Linked DNA regions of Ovis aries: region 2 is linked to region 1. Evidence: chromatin contacts called from public Hi-C data. All regions are on one chromosome and are shown on one strand. The core of a region is the stretch at or near the end of the contact, and the rest is flanking DNA. Distances in the headings are between cores, read along the strand shown. Region 1 overlaps SYT1 (synaptotagmin 1). Region 2 has its middle 130 kb from the start of PAWR.

Region 1 (6,649 bases), core at 1,197-3,696:
TCAGCTGTCAAATTTGATCCACTCTGGAGCAGCACCTGCGAGAGTATTTCTGATGAGAAACTCAGGGGAAAGGCTGTTGGATAAATCGACTGTTTTCACCGAGTCTCATTTGCCGTCCTTTTCATGGATGATAGTCATCCTTGATGAAGATTATAAAAGGAGAATGCTTTGAATGCTTTGAAATGGAGAGTCAAAGAGCTCCTATGAAGACATGATATAGAGCTGAACTTACAGAGACATAGGGTAGGGGCATGAAGAGGAGGCATGCGATCCCCAAAGTGCATGAAGCACAGCGTATTCAAGATGCTGATAGGGCCGTGTGGCTGGAACAGCAGGTGTCGGGGGTGGTATCCTGAGAGATGAAAATGGAGGGGTAGAGATTAGCCAGCTCATTCAGGGCCTGTTAGTCTAGTTAAGACGTGGACATGTAAGTTACACTATAATTACTGGGTTGAAAACCATATAAGGAGTTAGGGCGTGTTTTAATCGCCCTCCCTTATACAAAGAATAGAGCCTAAAATTGATCGAGCTCATGGATGCTAGATTAGGAGGAACATTTAAAGGCCCCGGGTGTCTATGATCACTAATATTAAGTGTCTGACCGTGGTCCCACCACTTAGCCAGGTTCCTTGGCTGTAAAAGGGAGGCAATGAAATGTCTCTCAGGATGGTCACAGAGAATAAATGAGCTTTTTTATATAAAATATAAAGAGTGAATAGTATAGCGCCTAAGAGCTCTTCAAGAATTGGAAAGAATATGCAGTACAGACCTTAGATGTGGGCAAGAAGGAACCTTACCCTGGAACCCAGAGTTTAGAGGACCCACTCTGGCCCTCCTCTCCCTACCCTTCCAGGGAATGAAGAGCCCCTAAGGACTTCCCTGGTGGTCCAGTGGATAAGAATCCACCTGCCAATGCAGGGGACAGAGGTTCAACCCCTGGTTTGGGAAGATCCCGCAAACCATGGGGCAGCTAAGCCCATGAGCCACAACTGCCAAGCCCCTGTGCCTAGAGCTCCACAGCGAGAGGAGCCCACTAAGCGCAACAAAGCAGATTCCCTGCCCACAGGAGCCAGCGAGAACACGCACAGCCGCGCAGACCCGGCGCAGCCCACAGAGGTCCTCAAGACCAACAGAGCATGCGCATCTCAGGGTGACCCAGCGCTCCGTTGTGGACCAGGCTCTGGGTGCCGCCTGAAAACAGGTGGGACCCCATGGCTGAGGCGCAGCCTGTGGGGGCTGCTGAATGACACTGGGACATGCCGGCTGCGGTGTCCTCATAAGTGTAGATGGAGCTTCTTAGGGTGTCCATAGGAGTCTAGTGAGGGGAAAAGAGCTGTTTCCACTGCTGAGCCCCAGGGTTCAGAATTCTTGATTTAAAGCTGGGTTTCCTGGTTATTATCAATGTTTATTTGTCAATACATGAGAATAGAAACTACATATTTTAACAGTTTGTGTCTTAGTTTACAACATTCAGGCTTCCCTGGTGACTCAGACGGTAACGAATCTACCTGCAAAGCAGGAGACCCTGGTTCAATCCCTGGTTCTGGAAGATCCCTTCGAGAAGGGAATGGCAACCCACTCCAGTATTCTTGCCTGGAGAATCCCATGGACAGAGGAGCCTGGCGGGCTACAATCTATAGCATCACAAAGAATCAGACACAACTAAGCGACAAACACTTTCACTTTCGCTTCACTTTACAAATTAACAGTTTAGACATGTGGTACACACACTTGGGTTTGCAGTTTTAACCTCACCCCTGCAAACGTGACAAGCAGGTATATATGCGTCCTGTTATCTGTAGAATTCTGCACATCATGCAAAATTCCATTTCATTTAAACCGTCTTAAGATGGACGGATTGCCTGTTTATGAAAATCACTTTAGGGTAACCATGAAATTCCATTATGCCCAGAAAGACTAGAAAAGGCCAAGGAAAAAAATAAGTTCAAAGAAAGAATCCATCTAGTGACCTTTTTGCTTCTCTACACGAGCATAAACACCATCCAGACACCACTGTATTGGTGTTTTGTGAAATTGTACATTTATATGCGGAGGCGGAAGGAAAAGAGGACATAAGAGCTGGTGGTTTTTAGGACTAAAGGTGCTTCTCTCTTTATAACACTTGTTTGGACGCCCTGAGTGTAGAGCTTTGAATTCAAACCAAGCGTTTTCAACCAAGTGAAGGATGTCCGTCTGCTCCGAACTCCTCTCACAGTCATCGCCATACAAATCATTCAGCAAGAAAACGTATACCGTCTTACACTCTCTCTCCTACTACAGAAGTTATGAGTTGATCTAAACTCTTCAGGAATTTCTGCCTTCCCTTTCTAACTAACTGTGAGCTCTTTGAAGGACTAACTGGGTTCTATAGTTTGCTGTATGTCCTCACTCTCTTCCCTGGGAGTTACTCAACGGTGTTCAACCTCACTGGCTGATGCAATCATTTGGCAAATATTACTGGACTCTTACCAGGTGCCAAGCTCCATGTCAGGCGTGAGAGGACAGGACTGAACGGGACACTGGCTGAAAGATGAGTGCCTGGTGTACTATGGAGCTCAGTAAGTGAGAAACTGAGCAGCTGGCTGAATAAATGAATAGACATGTGAATAAGAGAGTGAATTCTATACCACAGAGCTAAGGAATAATGTCAAGAAAAACAAAATAACCACTTGAGTTACGTTAAACCAAAAGTCAACAAAGTGAAAGATGTCAGCCCGCAGAATATCTGTGATTCAAGAAAGTGGAAAATGTGGGGAAAATAGGGGTCACCCTAACATTTATACCTCTGGGCCATCTCTGTGGCCATTTAGTGTATGGCTCTGGAATCTTGAAAAGAATTAAACCAACCCACAGAAACCAAATTTTCTGTATAAAGAATCTGACTAACTCGAACGCCTCAACTCTAATTTCTCCAAGATTAGGGATGAAGTATCCTAGATGATGTCAATTCCAAAGAACTCAGTGTGTACAATAACATTATAATGAGTTTTTACTGAGATCTGAAATACTGAGATGCAGTGATTGACTTTAATCACAAATTTGCCTCATAAAAAGCAGTAAAAATCACCACAGAATTATATTACTCCATGTCATTTTCTTATATGCAATATAATATTGAAGTCATAGTTTATTTTTATTTTCTTCCTACAATATTGTAAGAAAACCAGATTACCAACATAGAAGTTTATCTCTCTTGCAAAGCTACTTATCTTCTTGATGTGCAAAGCACCCGCTTATTTCAAACAGTGTCACAGCTTTAGAAAATAGAACCATATTTGGCCATCAATGAACCAAAATGAAATATCTCTCTGGAAGGATAAAGGAAATCAACATTCATATAAAGAAACTTAATAACGAGAGCCAACCAGGGTGCTCAAAGTTTTGTGTCTTTTAAAAATAAGGCATGCATTATTCATACAGTAAAATCTTAAAACAGAGCTGGAAAGCACGAGTTACCAATGATATTATGAGTGTTTAAATACAGTATCTCTTTCTCTAGAAGAGATGGAAAAAAGCCACCTTGTTCATCCAGGCCCACAGGCTAACAATGTCACTTAAAAGCAGGAGGGAGCAGGAGGAGAAAGAAACCTTGTAGAGATCATGAATGCATTTCCTTTTTCAAGCAGAGAAAGAAGCGGTGAGGCAACTTCCAGTGAAGAAAACAGGGACCATGCCTCCACTCCCTCGGAGATAGACCCAGGCCCTTGACAGGTTCTGGAAGTGGTTCAAAGGGAGGCCATGGAGAGAAACTCCTCCACCCTTCATGGGAACATTTCCAAGTCTTTCCCTCCATTATGCCAGACAGTCTCAATCCAGAATGTCTAGAAGACACATAGATATTTTAAAGCAAGTGCATGCAAGGAACGGGGAGGTAATGAGGATGAAATCCATTCCAACTGAACCATCTGAGAACTGAGTGAGCCTCAGGTGGCCCTGCCAGGAGCACGGCCCTGCCAGGAGCACGGCCCTGCTGCCCTAGCGTGTGTAAGAGCACCTGTTCGCACGTTGTTTTTATTTTGAACTCAGGCTGAGCTGCCTGGAAACCTTCTCTATGTGAATAAGGAGTAGCATCCACTTATTGTCATATCGTAATACACGTGCTTAAAAATCTTAGCAATGTTATCCAGTAACAGTGTTATCGATGTTATTTCATCCAGTAGAAATGTCTAATAATTGTAAAAAGAAAGGAAGGAAGGGAAAAAAACTATCTTACTAGTGTTCTTTCATCTGGCATAAATAAGAGGCTAAGCCCAAATGTCAAAAAAAAAAAGGCAAGTCGAATTTGCTGTTTGCAATTTTGTTTGCTTTGCTGAATCCTTTGCCTGTTTTTGTTTTTCAGATCAGCTCATAAAGTTTATACTTGGCCATCCCATGATGCTCTATGTAGTCATCCAGAAAGAATCAGACATAATTACCACTGTTCCTATTCTCACGTGTTTGCCCTTCCCGAAAGATTTTCCAAAGTTCAGGAAGAAGAGGATTGAATTATAGACAAAGAGTTTTACCTTCAGTACTGAGCAGGAAAGATCTGAGTTTTGCAAGCACAGTGAACCCCTTGCTCTACCAAGGGTGGACCTCAGACCCTCACACTGTTCTTTTATGCCCGTAAACATGCGGTGTCCGGGAAATCTTTCTTTCCTATAGTCCTGTTCCATAGGTTTCACACATGCATTCCCGCACCTTTAGTCAAGAAGCTGGCAGTCACACACAGTCCATTTTGGCAACAACAGAAATGATTGTTGGAATTCAGTGGCTTCCTCTTTCACAACCAGAAATGCTTTCCATTTAATTCACAACAATAGCATTTTGCACTTATGTGTTTGTCTCCTCAGAGCACTCTGCCACTATCAGTGAACTAAATCAGCCTTTGCTATTTTATGATGTCTCACTAAAATGAGGCTGCTTTCCTTTGTGGCAGTCACTTGTGTGACGTTATTTTCTTCTAAAAAACACTGCACTTAACTAATGTAAATTCATTTTCAAATCGTGGGCTCAGAAGGAAAATTTCCCCAGAATATATTTTTAATGCTGCTTCCTTACTATACCATTGCAGGGAGCATTTTAAACTATAAAGGCCTCTAAATTCTTCAGTGTAGTCTTCTCTTAGTACTTGTAAATTATTTATAAAGACCTCCCTCAAGTAAATGTGTTGTAACTGCCAGTGATGGAAATGGAAATTGTCTGTTCTGTGAACCCTATTACTATCTAATTATTTGTATACTGCTTAATGATTGGCTTACTGATAAAATACTCCATCAGCTTACAAGAAAAAGCTGCAGCTGGCAGGGAAACTCTAAATCCTAAATCTGCCATGTTTTAACTCTGCTGTCTCTGATACTACTGCACTACTTTATTTTTTTTAATACAATGATAATTAGATTTATCTGTCTATTGTAAGACACACCAACATATACTTTTCTGCCTTCCTCTGGGGGAAAAAAAATAAGCTTCGTGTCTTGGACCACTTTATACAAGTGCTTCATGGCTCATTCCTAGGAATTTGATCTCAAGTGGGAAGGGGCAACTCTCTGAAAATAAGCATATGCGCACTTTCGAGTTTAGACACAGATGGAATCCTCAAGATCCCAGGAAAAGCTCAATCAACACTGGTCGGTTGCCTCCAATCTCTATTCTCGCCATTCTTGGTAAGAGCCTTCTAACTCCTGTTTGAGGAACCACCATATTCTTCTATGCTTAACGCTGGGCTTAGACTAGAGCTGCACCTATCCCCAGCACTGAAGGCAGAATACCTGGGCCTCTTGACTGGTTTGGGGATGGACAGATGACTCAGGACCAAGCCAGCCTAGCCCATCACACTGAGATATGTTCACCACAGGGGTTCACATGTGCAATCAGAGTAAACTTGGGACTTTTCCTGGAAATTCTGATGTAAAATTCTCTTCCCCTCAGATGGTATAGTCTGGTGATATGAGACTTGAAGCTGGTACAGTCATTTATAGCCTTAAGAGAAGAGCCTAGGGTACCTCAAGGAGGCGGCATGTGGAGCTCTCAGAGGAGTCTGTAGAAAACGGTAGAGACATAAGCAAACCGGGGACCCTGGCCCTGCTGGATGTCAGGAGCATTAAGTAGGGAGCAGACGGAACTGCTAAACAAAGGGACTCCACCACACAGGGGCTCCAAACGATGGGACTGCGCTTTGAAGCTCCTCATCACCCTCATGTCCACAGCCGGGTGGGTGGGCGAGATCAGTGGGCAGTTATAGGGCTGTGAGGTCACTTAGGGACCCAAGATCTTCCTATCTTGTCCTGTCCCCCTAACCGCCTACTGTCTTTACATTGCAAGGTAAAAGCTAGTTCACTGCCCTATCACACCCATGTTTCAGTTGCAAGAAAAAAAATAATAAAGTGGAGGGCATGAAGCTTATGTTAAGGCCCGCCAGGCTCCTCTGTCCATGGAATTCTCCAGGCAAGACTACTGGTGTGGGTTGCCTATTCCTGCTCCGGGGGATCTTCCCTCCCACATTGCAGGCAGATTCTTTACCATCTGAGCCACCAGGGAAGCCCTGAAGGCAGGGTTTACCCATTTTAGCCCTAATGATATTTAGGAGGTTGTGATTCTTTACTGTTAAGAGCTGTCCTGTACATTGTAGGATGTTTAGCAGAATCCCTGGCCTTGACTCACCCACTTG
Region 2 (6,649 bases), core at 1,590-4,089, 86 kb after region 1:
GAGCACTGGAGAAGGGCTATGGTCTGGCAGTTGGCAAATCGTTCTGGCACAACATCTGAGCCTTGCAAGAGTGGAAAGGGGAGCAAAAGAGATGCTGACGCTGACAGGCAGTGCAAGATGATGGGCTGCGTTGGGTTCCTTGGAGCAGCAAGAGGACAAGGACTCCACTGGACTCTGATAGACTTCACAGGTGACTGAGCTTTGGCCATCATGCTTTCCCACGCAGCTATGTGGACCACGGTCTAAAGGGGAACCTGCACCTGAGCGAGAGCTCCACCTGGAGCCTGGCCAGGGAAAATCTGCAGAACCCACTGAAGAGCCAGGAGAAACTGCGTTCTGCCTCCTTCCACACAGATTCGAGCAAAGGGCAGTCAGCGTTGGCCAGAAAGGTGCCACAGCCTACAGCGAAGAGAGCTGAGGCCAGACCTCCTGTGGAGCAGACTGCTAAGAGGAGCCATTTCCATCTTCTGCTCCTACATCAGAGGGGGCGAGCAGAGCCAAGGGCACTGGGGTGTGAGGGCGCAAAGACCTCCATCCCGCCCTCAGCATCTAAGATGACTGGTTCCTCTAGCAACGCGGGCAACAGAGAGAAGACGGCCTTTGAAGAGAAAATTATTTTTAAAGTAAAAATAATTTAGTGTTTAAAACGAACATGACTGAGTCTTAAGATTTCGGTGACCCTGTTTCAATAAACTGGGAGTAACACAAATCATGGAATTGGGCTGAAACACCATTAAAAAGCACTCACAATATAATAGCATATAATATCATATATCAGCTATACTTCTATTAGAATTAATTTTTTAAATATATTTTTAGAAAAATTTTAATAAATGTTTGCTGAATTGTAAATTTTAAAAAAGGCACTTATAATCCTGAAGAGATACCATTAAAAGCGCTTACAACCCAGAAGGAGAAGAGTTTTGACAGAACACAGTAGCAATTATGGGAAAGATATAGACCCTTTCATGTTTATCCTCTCGCTCAAGGAAAGATTCTCACAAAACTGGTTACACATGCTCATGTTTGCACTCCTTGAATGTGAGGGGCAGTGTTCCTACCCTAAGTAACACATTCATGTTTCCAAGGAGATGTTTATGGGGACAAAGGTGAAGCAGGGTGGTAGGGTGAGGTGGCTGCAGTGTTTGAAGGTAAACTTAAACTCTCAAGAGCCAGACATGCCTCAGGATGATAAATAATTTGAAACAGGAGCCTCACATTAGGCAACCAACCAAACCACGTTCCCCATGTGAGATTCTTGATTTTTACAAAGGGGATGGAGTGCACAGTTCGATGGTCATTCTCATAATTATGTGAGTTAAGTGCAAGACATTAAAAAAAAATTACCAAATAAAAAAGTGTGAATAGCAAGTCAGTGGGGCCCTGGTGAGAGTTCTGAGTCAAGCTCTTGCCATTTCCCCCTTCTTTCCTGTCATGAATGAAGGCAAGTTCCAGGATGAGGAGCAAACCCAGGAACAATACTTACAGCTCAAACCAGGGAGACTGGTGGCTACAACACAATGTAGCCTCAGCTCCCTTACCAATTATGTTGGATGCAACTAACGTGTCTATGGTATAGTGCTGGCAGAACGGCTCAGCAGGTAAAGAACCCGCCTGCCACGCCAGAGACACAGGAGACCGGGGTTCAATCCCTGGGGCGGGAAGATGCCCTGAAGGAGGAAATGGCAACCCACCCCAATATTCTTGCCTGGAGAATCACACAGACAGAAGAACCTGGCGGGCTAGGTCCACAGCGTTGCAGAGTCAGACACGAGTGAGCGAGTAAGCACATATAGACAGCGTATCTAGAGTCAGCTATACAGCCGCCACCACCGCCGTGCCCAGGGGTAACAGTGCCCAGGTCCAGAGAAGGGCTCCTGGAGGAGACTGGTTTCAGAGCCGGTTCCTTAGCTGAAGGTCATTTCGATCTTAGGTGTTTTCGAAAGCCCCTCCGTCTCCCTCTGGGCCCAAACTTTCTTTCCCCGGGGCTGAAAAGTAGTGCCTGAAATTCTCAGCATTCCTGTCATTCCCCCGGGCCTGAGGCAGCTCTCTATAAACATTCCTGCCCACAGGCACCTGAGGAATTGGGCCACAGTTCATCTGGAGGAAGGTGGAAGGAAGCGCAGGGCAGCCAGAGTATTAGGGAGGACGATAGCACACACACGCAGGGTGCCACAGAGGGATTCTGGACACACACACACACACACACACGCAGGGTGCCACAGACGGATTCTGGACACACACACGCAGGGTGCCACAGACGGATTCTGGACACACACACGCAGGGTGCCACAGACGGATTCTGGACACACACACACACACGCAGGGTGAGGGAGTTTGGTCTAGGGGAGCCTTTGTACCACCTGGTTCCCGCTCAGCCTGCTTAGGGAAACACACGTGGGCCAGGGGAAGCTTCCGAGGCTGGAGGAGAACCCAGGGCCCTAGCACGAATCTTTAATCAGGATTTCCCCTAGTATCACATGCTAGAACCGTGGGGAGAAACGTTTTCGCTGAGGCCCTAAGTGGATCTCGGAAGCCCGGTCACTATAGCCTAAGAGATGAGCTCCACTGGCAAGAACCCTCTCGCTTTCCGCCTCTCCCCCCCCCCCCCCCCCCCACCCCCGCCCGCGCCCCCTTTCCCACACACCCGCTGGGAGTTTCCCAGGCTAAACTTTCCGGAGAAACTGCAAGACTCCTGCGGCTGACTCGCCTAGGCCTCAGACGCACCACTGGGGGGCAGTGTCGTCACTAACCCGGTGAGCGTTCCGGGTCTTCTCTGGCGGCAGGGTTCGGGCAGGCCGGGCCGCACATCCTGTGACAGGATGTTTCAGAACTTTTCCTTCCACTCATTGTAAATAAACAACCTCGGGGTGGATCCATCCAGATGCACTTCACAGCGCAGCATGAACTGCCCGGGCCAAAGTTTCCGGGCTATCTGTAACCATATTGCTGAGCCACGTGGTACAGGTCACAAGCTGGAGCTTTCAACTTGCATGTTGGTCCTCCTGAATTTCTGCCTGCATTCCGGAATTCCTCTGCCCTCAGGAGCAAAAGGAATTTTCAAAGGAATGAACGGTTAAACAATCGTGCATAGCCTTTTTTGTACAAAACTCTGCTCTCCGTGTTCAAGTTGCAAGAGATCAGCTTGCTCAAAAGCGAGGCTGGTCAGAAGCGATTCAGATTAGTCATGTGCGCAAACAAGGGGACAGGGGTGGGGGGTGTGGGGGAGGGGCGGACATGTTTCTGCTGGAGACTCTGGGAGTGTGAGCTGGAGCCCAGTAGATTCAGTCCTACTAATGTGCCAAGAAAAGCAAAGTTGCTGGAAGCTTTGGGCTTTGGCAAAATTTCCCTTCCTGTGAGTTCCCCTGGTGCTCTGAGGCCCAGGGGACAGGCTCCTATCTGACTCCTGAGATTAGCATTTGAAGAAGCCATGCAAAGGAACCCACTGACTGAAGGTCTTGGGGGAAGTGATACATCAGGGAGGAATAGAGGTACCAGGTTAGGGCTGGGGCCTGGGCATGGATATCGCTGCCCCAACACGGGTGCTGTACTTCTGGAAACAGCCAACACCTACTAACATCCAGCTCATCTTCAGTCTGTCAGCAGAGGCAGATAAGGTGAAGTATTTGCAGCCAGAGGGATAGCTGGAATTTTCCTACAATGCTGAAATACCGTCCAGAGTTCAAGTGGGCCATATTTGGACAGAGGTTGCTGTTTGGTTTCTTTTTTTCTCTTTTGTGTTTTCACTGCCATATAACAACATTAACACTCTTTAAACAAGGTCAGTACTATTTACCTAAGACTTTCCCAAAGGTCTCTCTTCTCCTTTCCCATTCTCTTCCCTCAAAGGATCATGAGTCCATTCTGTGCTTTTGAAGGGGAAAATAAAATACAGGAAAAGTTTATTGAAATGAGTCGGGTGGGGACTTGTAACTCTGGGAATCCACGTGTACTGATGGGAAGACAAGCTGAAAACTACTCCCAAAATTTAAAAGTATTTGAAGAGGAAGCTCCCAGGGTTGGGCCCTGTGTTTCACAGCAGGTGAATAGAGAAAAAAGTACAGAGAAACAAAGACAGAAGGTGCTATGGAGGATGACTCCCGATGGAGCAAGACCTGCCTAGGCAGAATGCTGACAGAGGGTGGAGACCCAGTTCAAGTGCTGCAGGTGGCACCTGCGGCCCTCACACCCACTCACCCCAGGAACATTTCCAAGAAGGCACCGTGGCCACTGCTCTAACAGGCACTTTCCTTACAGGACATCGCCAGCTCCAGGAAATGAGGGAAGAAGCACCTCTTTGCTTCCAGCTCACCTTTACACATCCAAGATTTGAGGACACGTTAAAACAGAGAGCTCGGAAAAGATAAACAGTAGATGAGATCCCAGCTATAACTTGGGTAAATAGAGTGGTTTCAGAACATGACAACCAAGCTGCCATCTGTATTATGTGGAATGTATACTCAATGTGGTCTGTTTCCAGGAAAGGAACTTTTGTTCTTTTTCTTCTCCAGTTTCGCTTGCAATGAATGGGTTTCTCATTAGGCAATGTTCACTTGCCCTCAGAAAATGTGTTTGGAATAGAAAGACTCTCTGGAATCACAGATTAAAATGCCAGCAGAGCTGAGCTGAGCTGAGCATGTTCTTCCCCATTCTGAGCTGCTGAAATGAGCACTCACGCGGCATGCTCTCCATGTGGGGAGTTTCTCAGGTAAGACGATTAACGCCACAGAGTCAGCTACTTAGTGAGGTTATCAAAATCCTACAGCACCCTCGTAAAAACTGTGTGCACCTGCAGCCAGCACTTCTTTTTCCATTCCAGTGCCTATCTTTCCTGGATTTATAGACACACAGCAAATAGCTAAGCTTCGGGTCTTCTCACCCATTTTGCAGATATTAATTGGACAGCTACTCACTGTGTTAGACATTGGAGTACAATAATGAGTAAGATCTAGCCTAGTCTTTGCCTTCATAGTCTTTAGTCATGAGAGAAACAAGCCAGTGAAAAGTCAATTATAACTTAACACCCACAAAGGTAGCTGTAACCTTCTGAAACAAAACAAAAGGAAAGAAAAAAAAAATAACAAATGATAGTTAAGGATGTGGAGAAATTAGAATGCTCATACATTGCCAGCAGGAATTACAACATGGTATTGCTGCTGCGGAAAACATACAGGCTTCCCAGGTGGTGCTTCTGGGAAACACCTGCAGAAGACAACATAAGAGACACGGGTTAGGTCCCTGGATTGGGAGGATCCCCTGGATTGGGAGGAGGGCATGGCAATCCACTTCAGCATTCTTGCCTGGAGAATCCCATGAACAGAGTCTGGGGGACTGCAGTCCATGGGGTCGCAAGAGTCGGACATGACTGATGTGACTAAGCACGCTAAACATACAATCCAGCAATTTCACGCCTACGTACACATCCAAGAAAACTAGAAACATGATCAGACGAAAACCTGTACACAGATATGCAGAGTAGCATTGTTCACAATGACCAAAAGCAGAACACGATGCAAACGTTCACTGACTGATGAAGGAATAAACAAATGTCGCTTTTCCATACGATGGAATAATGTCCGGCCCCAGAAAGGAACGCAGTGCTGTTACATGCTACATGGATGAACCCTGAACACATTACGCTCAATGGAAGAAGCCAGACACCAAAGGAGAAATATTATGAGATTTCATTTACATGAAAGGCCTAGAAGAGACAAATCCAGAGGACACGGACATTAAACTAGTACTTGCCAGTGCATGGCATCATAGGGGAGTGAGGAGGGGCTTGATGGGTGTGGGGCTTTTTCTGGGGTGATGAAAATGTTCTGAAATTAGATAGTGGTGATGATTCCATCTGAACTGTATACACTTTAAAAGGGTGAGCTTTATAGAATATGGCAAATCTCAGTAAGATTGATGAGTGCTTTCCGAAAGCAGGGACTTTTAAGCAGAGACCATAAAAGACAAGTAGGAGGAAGAGGGACAGAGGAGGAAGAATGAGCAACGCTCTAGGACCAGCAGAGCAGCCAGATGCTGAGGGCGATACTGAACTGTCCTGTGAGCTGACGCAGCGCTTGCGGTGGGCAGCAGAGAGAAGCGAGGTCTGGGCTTGGAGGGGCTAAGCTGCCAGGCTGAGGAATCTGGACTTTATCGAGTCCAGAGAGGCTGGGAGATTAGTGAGAAGGTTACTTCTCTGAAATAACTCAGAACTGACCATATGGGGAAAACTGGAAGGTACGCCGGGCGGGGCCAGGAAGCGAGGCCGTCTCCTGAAGAGGTGGTGCAGAGGCTGCCTGCAGGCCTCCTGGTCGGTCCTAACCCGCTTCCTGTCGCTGGGCCTTCCCTTTTCAGAGCACCAGGACCAGAGAGCCTGCCTGCTTTGGAAACACAGTCTGCTCTTTATTGGCTATGGAGCTGGAGGCAGGGGCACTGAGTTCAAATTCCTGCTCTGACATTATCAAGCTACCTGATCCTCAGTAAGTCATCTCATCTCTGAGCTCAGTTTCCTTAAACGTGGAAGGAGGAAGAAAGTACGTATCTCACAGTTTTTATTTAAAACTCTATAAAACCGCGACTTTCCCTGGTGGGAAAATCTGCCTGCCAATGTAGAAGACGTGAGTTCAATCCCTGGGTCAGGATGATCCTCAGAGTA

The links. Hi-C and Micro-C count contacts between places; a contact is called where the count stands out from the background.
Region 2: a Hi-C map of liver shows a contact between it and region 1, with 2.4 times the contacts expected there. The contact joins two enhancer-like sites. A contact is called at or near these places in 4 of 16 Hi-C or Micro-C datasets (liver, mixed tissues, omental adipose tissue and 1 more).

The regions. Positions count from the first base shown.
Region 1 is chr3:115,536,110-115,542,758 of ARS-UI_Ramb_v3.0, forward strand. All of the region lies in intron 8 of SYT1 (synaptotagmin 1), which reads left to right. Among named protein-coding and RNA genes, the nearest start is that of PAWR, 220 kb to the right of the region's middle. Within about 2 kb of position 2,447, at least 3 of the 54 cell types and tissues checked have an H3K27ac peak or open chromatin away from gene starts, as enhancers often do. A contact at or near this core is called in liver, where this site is marked.
Region 2 is chr3:115,621,957-115,628,605 of ARS-UI_Ramb_v3.0, forward strand. No RefSeq gene overlaps it. Among named protein-coding and RNA genes, the nearest start is that of PAWR, 130 kb to the right of the region's middle. Within about 2 kb of position 2,840, at least 26 of the 54 cell types and tissues checked have an H3K27ac peak or open chromatin away from gene starts, as enhancers often do. A contact at or near this core is called in liver, where this site is marked.